Regions from separate parts of the Mus musculus genome. Here regions 1, 3 and 4 are each linked to region 2. The links are chromatin contacts, called in public HiChIP or PLAC-seq and promoter capture Hi-C maps. All regions are on one chromosome and are shown on one strand. The core of a region is the stretch at or near the end of the contact, and the rest is flanking DNA. Distances in the headings are between cores, read along the strand shown.

What was found. Promoter capture Hi-C pulls out the DNA fragments that hold promoters and counts their contacts. HiChIP or PLAC-seq counts read pairs in DNA pulled down with a chosen protein or histone mark.
Region 1: a promoter capture Hi-C map of pre-B cells shows a contact between it and region 2. The contact joins the promoter of Clec9a here to the promoter of Magohb in region 2. A contact is called at or near these places in 14 of 39 promoter capture datasets (the 3T3-L1 cell line, 3T3-L1-derived adipocytes, the C10 cell line and 9 more), 1 of 484 Hi-C or Micro-C datasets (B cells), 2 of 115 datasets of contacts at active chromatin or transcription factors (acute myeloid leukemia and astrocytes) and 4 of 9 other capture datasets (adipose tissue, embryonic stem cells, liver and 1 more).
Region 3: a promoter capture Hi-C map of embryonic stem cells shows a contact between it and region 2, with 5 times the contacts expected there. The contact joins the promoter of Clec1a here to the promoter of Magohb in region 2. A contact is called at or near these places in 3 of 39 promoter capture datasets (cranial neural crest, embryonic stem cells and hematopoietic stem and progenitor cells) and 1 of 115 datasets of contacts at active chromatin or transcription factors (pro-B cells).
Region 4: a contact with region 2 is called in an H3K27ac HiChIP or PLAC-seq map of acute myeloid leukemia, with 22 times the contacts expected there. The contact joins the enhancer-like site here to the promoter of Magohb in region 2. A contact is called at or near these places in 8 of 39 promoter capture datasets (the C10 cell line, the HPC-7 cell line, cranial neural crest and 5 more), 1 of 15 datasets of contacts at CTCF or cohesin (large pre-B cells), 5 of 484 Hi-C or Micro-C datasets (cortical neurons, muscle stem cells, uterus and 1 more), 6 of 115 datasets of contacts at active chromatin or transcription factors (acute myeloid leukemia, embryonic forebrain, embryonic limb bud and 3 more) and 2 of 9 other capture datasets (adipose tissue and liver).

What each region holds. Positions count from the first base shown.
Region 1 is chr6:129,407,466-129,410,165 of GRCm38.p6, reverse strand. It overlaps Clec9a (C-type lectin domain family 9, member a), which reads right to left and starts at 1,304. Exons shown (of 7, transcript NM_001205363.1): 1 at 1,121-1,304. The coding sequence starts at 1,211. It also overlaps a transcript of Clec12b not described here.
Region 2 is chr6:131,291,800-131,294,499 of GRCm38.p6, reverse strand. Magohb (mago homolog B, exon junction complex core component) reads left to right here and starts at 1,256. Exons shown (of 5, transcript NM_025564.2): 1 at 1,256-1,428. The coding sequence starts at 1,335.
Region 3 is chr6:129,450,611-129,453,310 of GRCm38.p6, reverse strand. It overlaps Clec1a (C-type lectin domain family 1, member a), which reads left to right and starts at 1,311. Exons shown (of 6, transcript NM_175526.3): 1 at 1,311-1,707. The coding sequence starts at 1,596.
Region 4 is chr6:129,546,883-129,549,582 of GRCm38.p6, reverse strand. No RefSeq gene overlaps it. Among named protein-coding and RNA genes, the nearest start is that of 1700101I11Rik, 15 kb to the right of the region's middle. Within about 2 kb of position 1,357, at least 16 of the 459 cell types and tissues checked have an H3K27ac peak or open chromatin away from gene starts, as enhancers often do. A contact at or near this core is called in the HPC-7 cell line, acute myeloid leukemia, adipose tissue and 2 more, where this site is marked.

The DNA of each region.
Region 1 (2,700 bases), core at 55-2,554, 1.9 Mb after region 2:
TTGAAACTCTAAGAAAATCTTTGCTTAAATTCTCTCAGATGAACCTTATAGCATGGGCTATATCTGACTTGGAAAATACCAAATACAATAGACTTAATAACACCTCTCTTCAATCCTAATGTACACTATTGTGATTTTAAAAATTAATTCCATCTGTCTATCTGTCTGTCTACCTATCTAGTATTTTTCAATAATCTCATTCATACCAACCAGAAAACCTTCTATTCTTAACATGAAGACTCTCTTACCTGTTTTCAGCATCTCTTGAACATGATTCATTGAAGTATTTTTAATTTTAATGAGTAATTTAGAAAAATGAACAAACATTTCCGGCTAATTATACAATTCGTCCAGGAAGAAAAGTGAGTTATTTGGCTTATTACATTATTCATACTAATAAAAAATTGTCCTTACATATTTTAATAGGCCTGATAATGTCTTGCCTGAGATGACTCTGGGTCATCCCTGAAACCTTGAAATGGTGTTTTATGTGACAAAAGATATTCTGAAGCTAATACTATATTAGAGATCTGATTTAGGAAAGTTAGCTTCACTTAGTTAATTTGTAACAAGTCGATACTAAAGACTAATTAATGAAACTACTTGGGAAAATATAATAAAATGCTTTTTAAGCCCACCTAATTATTTGTTGTATGAGGTTATGTATGACACCTAGTTGATGAATTAAAGAAGTGACAATAAAAATACACAAAAACATATATTTGCAAATCTTTTTGCACTGTAGAGTTGTAAAAATAAAAGGTAGCATAAGATGTAGAAACAATTATCAAATACTAAAAACATAACTGCATCAGCTGAAGACATTTTTTCCTAGTTTTTCAACATTTCTTACTATTTTTCAGATAATTTGCTGCCTGTTTTAAGTAAAAGCTAAAATAATTTAAGTGGTATGATTTCTTTTACTTTTTGCAAATTGAGAGAATATATCTCATTTCCTGATCTGAGTGCCCTTCACTTACTCCTCCATGCTGACGAATGTGTCAGGCACACTAGAATATGCTAAAGAGGTTATCTCAGATTAGGAGAAACACTTGGTTTTATCACAGTATACAAACAGAAAAAAATTATAGTTTTCAACTAAGCATTCTAAATTTATTACCTGAACATTTGCTAGGGGATTGGCACTTCTGAGAGGCCTCTGAGGTAGGAATGTCCCACTGAAGAGAGGTATATATTTCTTCCGCATGCATGCTGAAGGTGCTTGGAGTGGTGAAGCAGTCTACATAGGAGCCTGGCACAAAGAACTTCGGTTGTAGTTAGGAGTAGGTTGGTACAAGAAATGGAACTGGCTACTTTTTCACAGTGGTAAAATGCAACAGGGATTAAAGGATGTTCATCATCCAGAAAGTGGAACTTTTGAAGCTTATACTGAAACATAACTCAATAATGAAGAAATGAGAATTATTGAGCTCAAAATAGCTACTACCAAATTAAACTGTTGCTCTGCTTTCCACATAGTATCAGATGCTGGAGGTAAGCTGCACAGTATGGACTTCTATTTGCTATAAACTATGAAGCAAAAAGATGATGCAGCGAATAAAGATAAAGGCCATTAAATCTAGACAAATCAACTTGTACATAGCTTTTGGATTTCCAAACAAGAAAGCTTAGGAGAGATTTCATCCCTAAATTTATTTCCAATCAGTCTGCTGATTAGGGTAATACTGACTGTTATTATAAGTAAACTTCAAAATACCAGTCAACACTGGCAACATTTAGATCTCCCTCATAGTTTGTACCCAGAGATACTAGTTCTCCCAAAAGGGGCCTGGGTTTCTTTCATCTTCTGGAATATTGGAGCCATGATGGGAAAGGGAAAGAGAAGGTGAAGAACCCACACTTGCTTCTTGAAAGCCATAATCTGGGAGTGTTGGGAATCACAGCCATCTCTATCCATTGCATTTCCATATTGGACATGAAGGTTGGGTTTTCCTGGCAGCATTGTCCAGAGGTAACTTTGCTCTTGCAGGAGGAATCAATTATTTAATGGATGGATGACCAGTTTCAGCACATCCTGTGACTACAGCATTTGTACTGAGAACTCTGATCTCTTAGACACCATTTATTTCTAGGCTACTTGTCCTTATGTCCAAAGGTCATTTCTCAATTGTGTTCTTTTATTTATTTATTTATTTATTTTTAGAGTCTCACTGGATCAATCGTTCTTCATCACAAATGGCACATTCAGGAGGTGATATAAGGGAACTTACTAATAGGACTACAGTTTTGGAAAAGGTTAATAGGAAAGAAAGAAGGGGATCAATGTTGACATATGTACTACAGGGCTGCTGTCACCCTATGGCCTAAAACAGTAAGGAGAATGTTCACTGGGACTTCGTGGTCTGCCTCACTACAGCGAAGGGCTGGTATACAGATCATCAAGTTTTATCAATCTAAGACACATAAGGGATCTGAATTATACTTCTGACCATAACCCATGTGTCTCAGAGGCTCAGTTTGCCCGGAAAATGTATTCATTTGTGTTTAGCTTCCTGAGACATAAGGAGTAGCTGGTGGGGTCATTAGGGACAAATGGAAACGGACTAGCACATTCTGCCAACATTTCCTGTGGTGTTCCTGGCCTGAAAACAGAGTAACTGAACTCCAGATAACCCTCTGCATATTCTAAGCTCTACCAGATGGAGAAAAGAGGAAGAAACCACACCAACAAATAATATT
Region 2 (2,700 bases), core at 7-2,506:
TGTCATTTTGTGCTCTTCAAGACTACACTTGGATGTTCCGTATTTTTCCAACTCAAACTGTTGAGAACTGTGACCTAGCCCTGCAAATATATAGGGTACTAACCATTAACCCTTAGTGACTCATGAGTTGTAGTATACTATGAAAAACTCTTCTATGATGACTATCTGGACTTTTCAGTTTCATGTGCTATTTAAACATCAAACTCCCACCAGACAGATTCATTTTACTCTGTGTCTCCGTCTGGGCTGTTAGCTACTGGAAATTTTGAAGTATTACCAAAAGGGACTCTGGTAGATTGTGTTCTGGTTGCCACCGGAATGTATCTTTTCTCAGTTCACCAGTTTCAGGAAGTAGAGTCACACCCCACTTTACAATGTGCTTCGAGATCAGAGATACCCACAATAAGTACAGCTTGTAAACCTTAGTTCAAAACTCAGAAAAAGACACACCTATAGCATAGGGCAACTCGAAAGTAAAAGTGGTTTTACATCTGTTCCTTCCAAGCCCATTTAAACAAACGAGAAGAAAACAAAGAAACAAAATCCCTAGCTATTTCTTTGCTAAGATAAAATATACAGGAAAACGGACAAATCTGGCAATTATTATAGTGAGGTAATGATGAAGTATTAAGACAAATCTTGTATAGAATTTTAGCTTTTGTATGAGTGTATTTATGTGCTAGTGAGTGTAGGTTATTAAACCAGAGAGGATACTGAGTGTAGGTTAAAGAAATAGAGTGGGAAGTGTAACAGGATACATTTAACAAGAAAGTGCAGCGGGAATAATTTGGGCCCAAGGGTTGGGGGCAGTAGATGAGGAAGAGGTGGAGTGTGGCTCAACCAAAATATAGAATGCCAAAATGAAATCCGGGACTTTGTATCCACCAACGCGCTCATGCAAGCCACCCTTATTAAACTCGGTGAGCCTCCCCTCAACCCAGACAAAAACAAGGCGTAAACGTACAGGAGGGCTTATTGGTAAGACTGGTTCAGCGGAGAAGGGATGAGAGAAGATAACATGGTGGGAGCGACTAAAATTCATCATGTACGTGTATAACATCGTCACAGAGTTAAAACGTAAAAATCGAAGACATGAAAATCTTTTCCAAAAAAAGAAAAAAAAAAAAAAAAAAGCGCTCGAGATCGTGGTGGCTCCAATGCGAACCTTCAGTTCTCTTGGGGGTCTCTTGCTTCCTCTTCAGTTTTCCGGGATTTCGTTCCCTACCGGAGTAAACGCGCCCTTGGTGACGCGCTTTGCCTGCGCCCGTGACGTCACTACCTCGCGCCGGCGGCACGTTGGCCCCGCGGTATAGCGGGCTTTACCGAGGGTAAAAATGTCTATGGGTAGTGATTTCTACCTTCGCTACTACGTCGGGCATAAGGGCAAGTTTGGGCACGAGTTTTTGGAGTTCGAGTTTCGGCCGGACGGTGAGCGGCGGAGGGGCTGCGAGGGAGGGCGAGCCGCCCAGGGAGCGGGTTTCAGCGTGTGTGTGTGTGTGTGTGTGTGTGTGTGTGTGTGTGTGTGTGTGTGTGTGTTTCCTTTCTTCTTTATTTCAATTTACTTGTTTAGTTTTGAGAAAGGGCCTTGTTGTGTAGTCCAAGCCGCCCTCGAACTCACGATCCTCCTGCTTCAGCCTCTGGGATGCTGGGATGACAGGCGTGTCACCATGCCCCAGACTCCCAGAAGGGCTTGAAGGGTTTCATTCCAACATTGGAAGACTTTGCTTTTGTAGCAGGCTTGTGCTGTATTTGTGAGAGCAGACATGGGTTATGTTTGTGAGAGGGAAAAAAATGCTGTAAAGTAATTCAGAAAAGCGAATTCTGCCACTCCTGAAAAGTTGAACATATAGGAATCGGAAACTTAGAGCAGAGAACCTGTGCTCCGGGAGTGTTAACAGAATTATCAAGTGATACTCCAGAGGATGCATGGAATCTTTAGGTGACCTCTTTGGCCTACTCGTTCATTCATGGTATGTGTTAAAGCTGCTTTATAGGGGAGGAGCCCCGTGTCTGAACACAGGAATGTGGTATGTGTCAGGTTTGAAATACAGTTCTTCACTAGTGGATGATGGCCAAAGGTAAGGGAGTCAGTGGAAATGCTCCTAGAAGCTCTTTTTGTGCCACCTCCTAGGCAGTCGGCCAGCCTTGTCTAAATGAGTCTGAAAATCTCCTTCCTAGCCACCAGCTGTCAGAACTCTTTCAAGGGGACAATCAATACAAACTTCATACTTTCAGCAAGAAGCAAATGGCCACAGGGGTAGCCGCTGATGCTCTGGGTGAAGAGGGGAAGTGTTGTGTGGTCCCAGTCACAACCAAGGACTGGGGGAATGACAAACAAGCTTTTCCCACAAAACAAGGCTTCTTGACCCAGAGCAGAGTGTACCTGCTGTTGAGTAAGGGGCATACTTCTATAGACCAAGGAGAGCTGGAGAGAGGAATTGCAGGTCTGTTCTTGATATATTATGAATGCCAATCTGAGTGCTTTCAAATTGGTTATTGTAAAAAAATATTGATACTGCTGGACTGAGCCCCTGTCCCTCTGTTTTTGGTCCCAACAAGCTAGCAGAATCTTAAAGCATTTTAGTAACTCTAAAGAAGACGATGTCTGCTAATGAACTATTGAAAAGCCCTGCAACAGTGGCTGTAAGAAATCCAGGAGGAAAGCACCCAAGGTTCAGCATCTACTTACGTCACTTGTCC
Region 3 (2,700 bases), core at 62-2,561, 1.8 Mb after region 2:
CAACCAGTCATTATTCAATAAATGGTTTTTGTTATTCCTCATCTTAAAATTATAATAATTAGATGAATAACTTTCAGCTTGAAACAAAGAAAATTCACAGTCTGTAGTTTCTGGTGGTCTTTTATAGGCTCTGGCTGCTCTAACTCTGTTTCTACCCTAGGTGGTATTTAGTGTGCTTATTTTATCCAGGCATTACCTATATAGAACAGCTTTGGTAGAGTGATGAGAGTACAATAACTCGTGTGTGTGTGTGTGTGTGTGTGTGTGTGTACATATATATATATGTGTATGTATATATATATACATATGTACATATATATACATATATACCTATATATATACATACATATATACATATATGTGTGTATACATGTATATGTATGTGTCTGTGTGTAAGTTGTGTAAACTAGATATGTATGTGATAGATAGATAGATAGATAGATAGATAGATAGATAGATAGATAGATAGATAGATAGATGATAGATAGATAGATTGATTTACTGGCCTGACCGCACACTTTCCACTATATGATGGTACAGTATCTCTCTTAGAGAATGCATCCCTCCCCTCAACAATGAATTTGTCAACACTTTGATCTTGAGTCAGAAATATGAGAAACATTTTTTTCATTTTGTATGAATGATCTGGTCTCAGGTATTCAGTTATTCCAACGCACTCACATAAACATGACAAATAATAGATTATACTGTTCTGCTTCAGGAGTAAGGCTGGACATAGACCGAGACAATTTTCTCATTTCTTATCTTACAACTATAGGAACACACAGCTAGTTGTCTTCCCAGCATAGTAGTTAATAACAGCGCTGTAAATCGGGACTGCTAATAAAGCATGGGATTGCTTGTGATCACAGTGTGCCTGGTGCGCTATAAAATGTTAAACCAAGTCCGAATACTGTAAGAAGAAAGGATATGAAGTGGACAACAGGGGTGACCTTTCAGAGCTAATCGTACCCTAGCCAGCTATGTGACCTCCAAAGAAATCACTTCACCTAAATAGCTTTCACTTTCTTTTTGAGTAAAATAAAAAACTAAAATCGATTGGGATGCTCTCAGGGGGTCTGCTTCGGGACACCCAGTGAATAATGCGTTGCTCTCTGCCTTTGGAGACAGGAAGAGTCTCTCCTCCTTCCCCAAAGGTACAGGTGAGTAATCAGATTGTGATGCATACTGGGGAAAAAAAAATTCCAGTTCTGATTATGCTTTAGACTCAGAGGACCTTCAGTGCTACTAGGAGGGGTCATCACATCCCCACCTTGCAACTCTGAAAGATTTGTAAGCAGATACACACAGGGTCTGTAAAAGGCGGATATTTTAATAACTGTTCACAGACCGCCCAGCCAGAAACACGCGATTTCCCCTCAGCCAGACTAACTTGGCATTCTGAATACAGGCTCAGAGGGGAGGGGCCGGGTCTCTCCATGCAGGAACTGGAGTCAGAGGCTTCCCTTGCTGCTTGCAGGGAAAGACTATTAAGAATGCCTCTCAGTGCCTGGTTTCCTGAGGTATCTGAGGGTAGACAGGCGGCCTCTCGAGCAATCTGAGCACATCTCACCGGCATCTCTGCAGGAATCAGGATGCAGGCCAAATACAGCAGCACAAGGGACATGCTCGATGATGATGATACCACCATAAGCCTGTATTCTGGAACCTCCACTGTCACCAGACGTGCAGAGCCCAGGCACTCAGGTACTTGCTTCTGTCTCCCCGAATCCAAGCAGAGCAGAGCTCTGGAGAAAATCGTGAGATGAGGCACTTTTCCTAGGCATGAGCAAGGCTGAGTGAAGGGAGGGAATCTTCCCATAGCTTACAGTGAGAGGTAACTGCACTTTGCACAACTTGTCTACACGAATGTAACATTTGAAAAATGGAACCAGCATACACACGGGGGTCTGATTCTCTAACACTGTATTGCTGGCTTAGCATTTTGCAAGGAGAGAATGTGAGCCTTCCAATTAGAGACAGCATGGAAAGAAGAGATGGTGAATACCTTAAAGCAACATTGTTTCCTTTTCCTTTCTCAGAAAGGCCAAATCAGGCCAGCTTGTTGTTGTCCATGTGGACTGTCACCTGCGATGGGATTTGGAAATTTAGGGTAATAAAAATGACCATTTCGTTTTTTGTCCGTTTTGAAGTCTTAACTTTAAAGGAAAGATTTCCAAGGAGGCAAATTAACTCGGGTATTTGTTCGAATCTCTGCATCTTGAATCTGCAAGATCTTGGAGGAGGCATGTCAGAGTCAGGTATTGGTTTCACCCTTTGTTTTATCAAGGACATCGGAAGTAAATCCTAATGTTTCGTTTCCCCTTAGGTATGAAATTCTGGGATTTGTGACTGAGATTAAACCTAGGGTTTTCCTCTGGAAGGAACAGCATAAAACTGAGCTACTCTGTAGACTTGGTTTAATTCAGTGGGAGACAGTATCTTCCTAAGTTGTCTACTGGCCTCAAACCTGTGACCTTCCTATCACTGTTTCCTCAGTAGCTGGGTTATAAGCAGGCACCAGCATATTCTGTCCCCCTTTGCTCTTTTATTTAAAAATATTGAAATTATTAAATCATACTTAGAAGACATTTAATTTGGCTTATGTCTTACTATTTTTGTTACCGTTATTTATTTTACAATAGGGTGGAATTTTCCAGTTCTACTCATTTTCATAATCCACACACATAAGGATTTATC
Region 4 (2,700 bases), core at 108-2,607, 1.7 Mb after region 2:
GTATGACACTTGGTGGTTTATTTTAGGCACATTTAAGCAATGAATGGGTTGGACAACATTTTCCTGGTGATATTTAACTCAGTCTTGTGTACACAGCAAAGCTTTAGGCTTCCCTGCATCAAAAACCCTTGTAAAGTACAAGTGATATTTGCCATAAACGTGGGTTCTATAGATGAACTAAGAAAAGAGATTCAATGTAAACAAAGTATATGATGAGAGTCTGGAAAAGGAGATAACTACAGATTGAGATTAACAGGGCCAAGATAAGGTCTGGGGAGCCAGTGTGCCCTGGCCATACAGACAGTGCAGAGGACAGCAGGCTATTACTTGTCTGGTTCCCAGCCTTCTGAAAGGAAAAGGGGTTATACATCTCTCTTTGAAGAGACAAGCCCTTTTGTTGAACGTTCCTGATGCTCTTTGTGCACCTGTGCTGCCTGTGACCACAAGCAAATGCATGCCTCCTACAAATTAGTATTGTAATTCGTAAAAAGTAGCTGGGACTTCTAGTGGCCCTACAATAAACTGACCATGTGAATTTTAAAACTTCAATTTATTGCCATGTAATTAATGAATAAATTTAATTCATTTATTTAATATTGTATCACAATGGCAAAAAAAAAAATGAGTCAGGGTTCCACTGGGAACTCAAAGGAAAGCCTGGGAGGGCAATGTGCACTCTTCCATGTGTCCACTGAGGTCTTTATGAAGACTTATAAAGCTCAGTAAATGAGGTCAAAGGTACAGTGGACACCTCTGGGAGTTAGAGGTGACAGGAACTTGAAATGCCCACCAGGAAAAGCATGGGCAGTGAACAGAGCCAGGCCAAGAATGCCATCTCTGAGGGAGGCATCCTGTAGAATTATAGGGGTAAACTGTCCATGCCTTTGGAGCCCACATTAAAGCACCATGAATCCCATATGCTGGGCATGGAGATATAGGGCTCAATGTTTGCCCTATTGGATTTAAATCTTGCTTTGGGTTAGCTTTTCATTATTTCCCCATTTTTCTTCCTTTGAGAACAAACACTGTCAATTTTATCTTGTAAGGATATAAATTCCCTTTTTTTCTTCTTTATGAAGAGTCACAGCTGAGTTCTCCTTGAGACTCAGGGGAGTAGAACAAGGGCTTTTGATCTGTGGAGGAACTGTTAAGATTTGGGGAAACTCAAGGATGGACCACATGTCATATATATGTATTGTGACCCAGACATGAGCCTTTAGGGACAGGAACAGAATGTTAGCACTTAGATCTTAACTGCCCATGAAATAAACATGCCTTCGACCCAGCCTGAGGCACTATTGGGAAGTTTTCCAATGTTCAAAAGTGAGGTATTAAGTCAGTGGCAGTACACTTTTGAAAGAGTTATTGGGCCCTTGGCTGCTTCCTCTTTCAGTCAGCTTCGTGGTTGTAGTTGATGCAGCTCCAGTGTTTTGTTACAATGATGAAAAATTAACACATTTCAAAATTGTTTTGAAGAAGTAAGTATTCTCTGATAGAACAACTAGAGCTTAATATTTAATGGAGAGTACACAGCAACGTGAAAAACTAAAGCAGCTGTGCTCAGAAAGCAAGTGAATTCACCTGCTCATTTACTCCTGCTTTTCTCTGAGAGTCATTGGCTCCTACACATCTCCAGTTGCCAGAACCGCAGAGGCAAAGAACACACTGTCCCAGGCCTTGCAAAACTAAGATATAATTTGGGTTAAAAAAAAATGAAAAATGTGAAAAAACTACAAGAAAGCTTTGACTGAAGTATGAGACAGGCTGCAGCGGCTTAACTAAAATGTAATTTGTACAATTTCCAAGAGATTATTGGAGGAAATAAGGAAATATATAGATCTATCTCTATATTTAATATGTATTAGATATATATATCTGTATTATATATTTTATATAACATATTATACATGTGTACATATGTATTATATAAGTAATACATGTTTACATTATATGCAGTGTTGATAAGTTCTATACAGAAGACGCAAGGGAATTCCTTAGAATCTTCAGAGACCATTAAGAAAAAGTTCATCAGTCCTTGATCACTTCCTCTCTATGATCACATGACCAAGTCCTTGATCACTTCCTCTCTATGATCACATGACCAAGTCCTTGATCACTTCCTGTCTATGATCACATGACCAAGGAAGCTGTCTTGAATGAGGACTGTGGCCAGTTGATGAGGAGTGGAGACAGGAGCAGCCTGGGTCTGAGGAGGCAGCCCCTAATCCAAGCCTGGGTTTTTATACTAAGGTAGAATAACTATAACTACTATATCATTTGAGGTTGTCCAAAATCCTCGTGCAGAGATCCTCCTGTAGAACTCATTGGGCACATGGGACAAAGACAGACAGTCCATACATGGAACAGTAGAAGAGGGCTGGCTGTTGATATAAAATAACCTGAGGTATTTATGACATCAAACACAACCATTCCAGGGGAAAGGGACATCACAAAAGGAAATTGAAACATTTAGTGGGGTCAACCTTTTCCCCTTTTAAAACTCACACACACTAACTGAAACATCCAAATATGCCTTGACCATCGTGAGGATCCATCATGCACTGTGCAGGGAGGCTTGGGTTTATACTCAACCCCGTGGATTCAACACAAGTACTTTGAAAATACTGGCCATCCCCCTAGTACTATAGTCAGTACATTATTTACCCCATGACTTATTGCTAAAGATGAGTTTATTGTTCG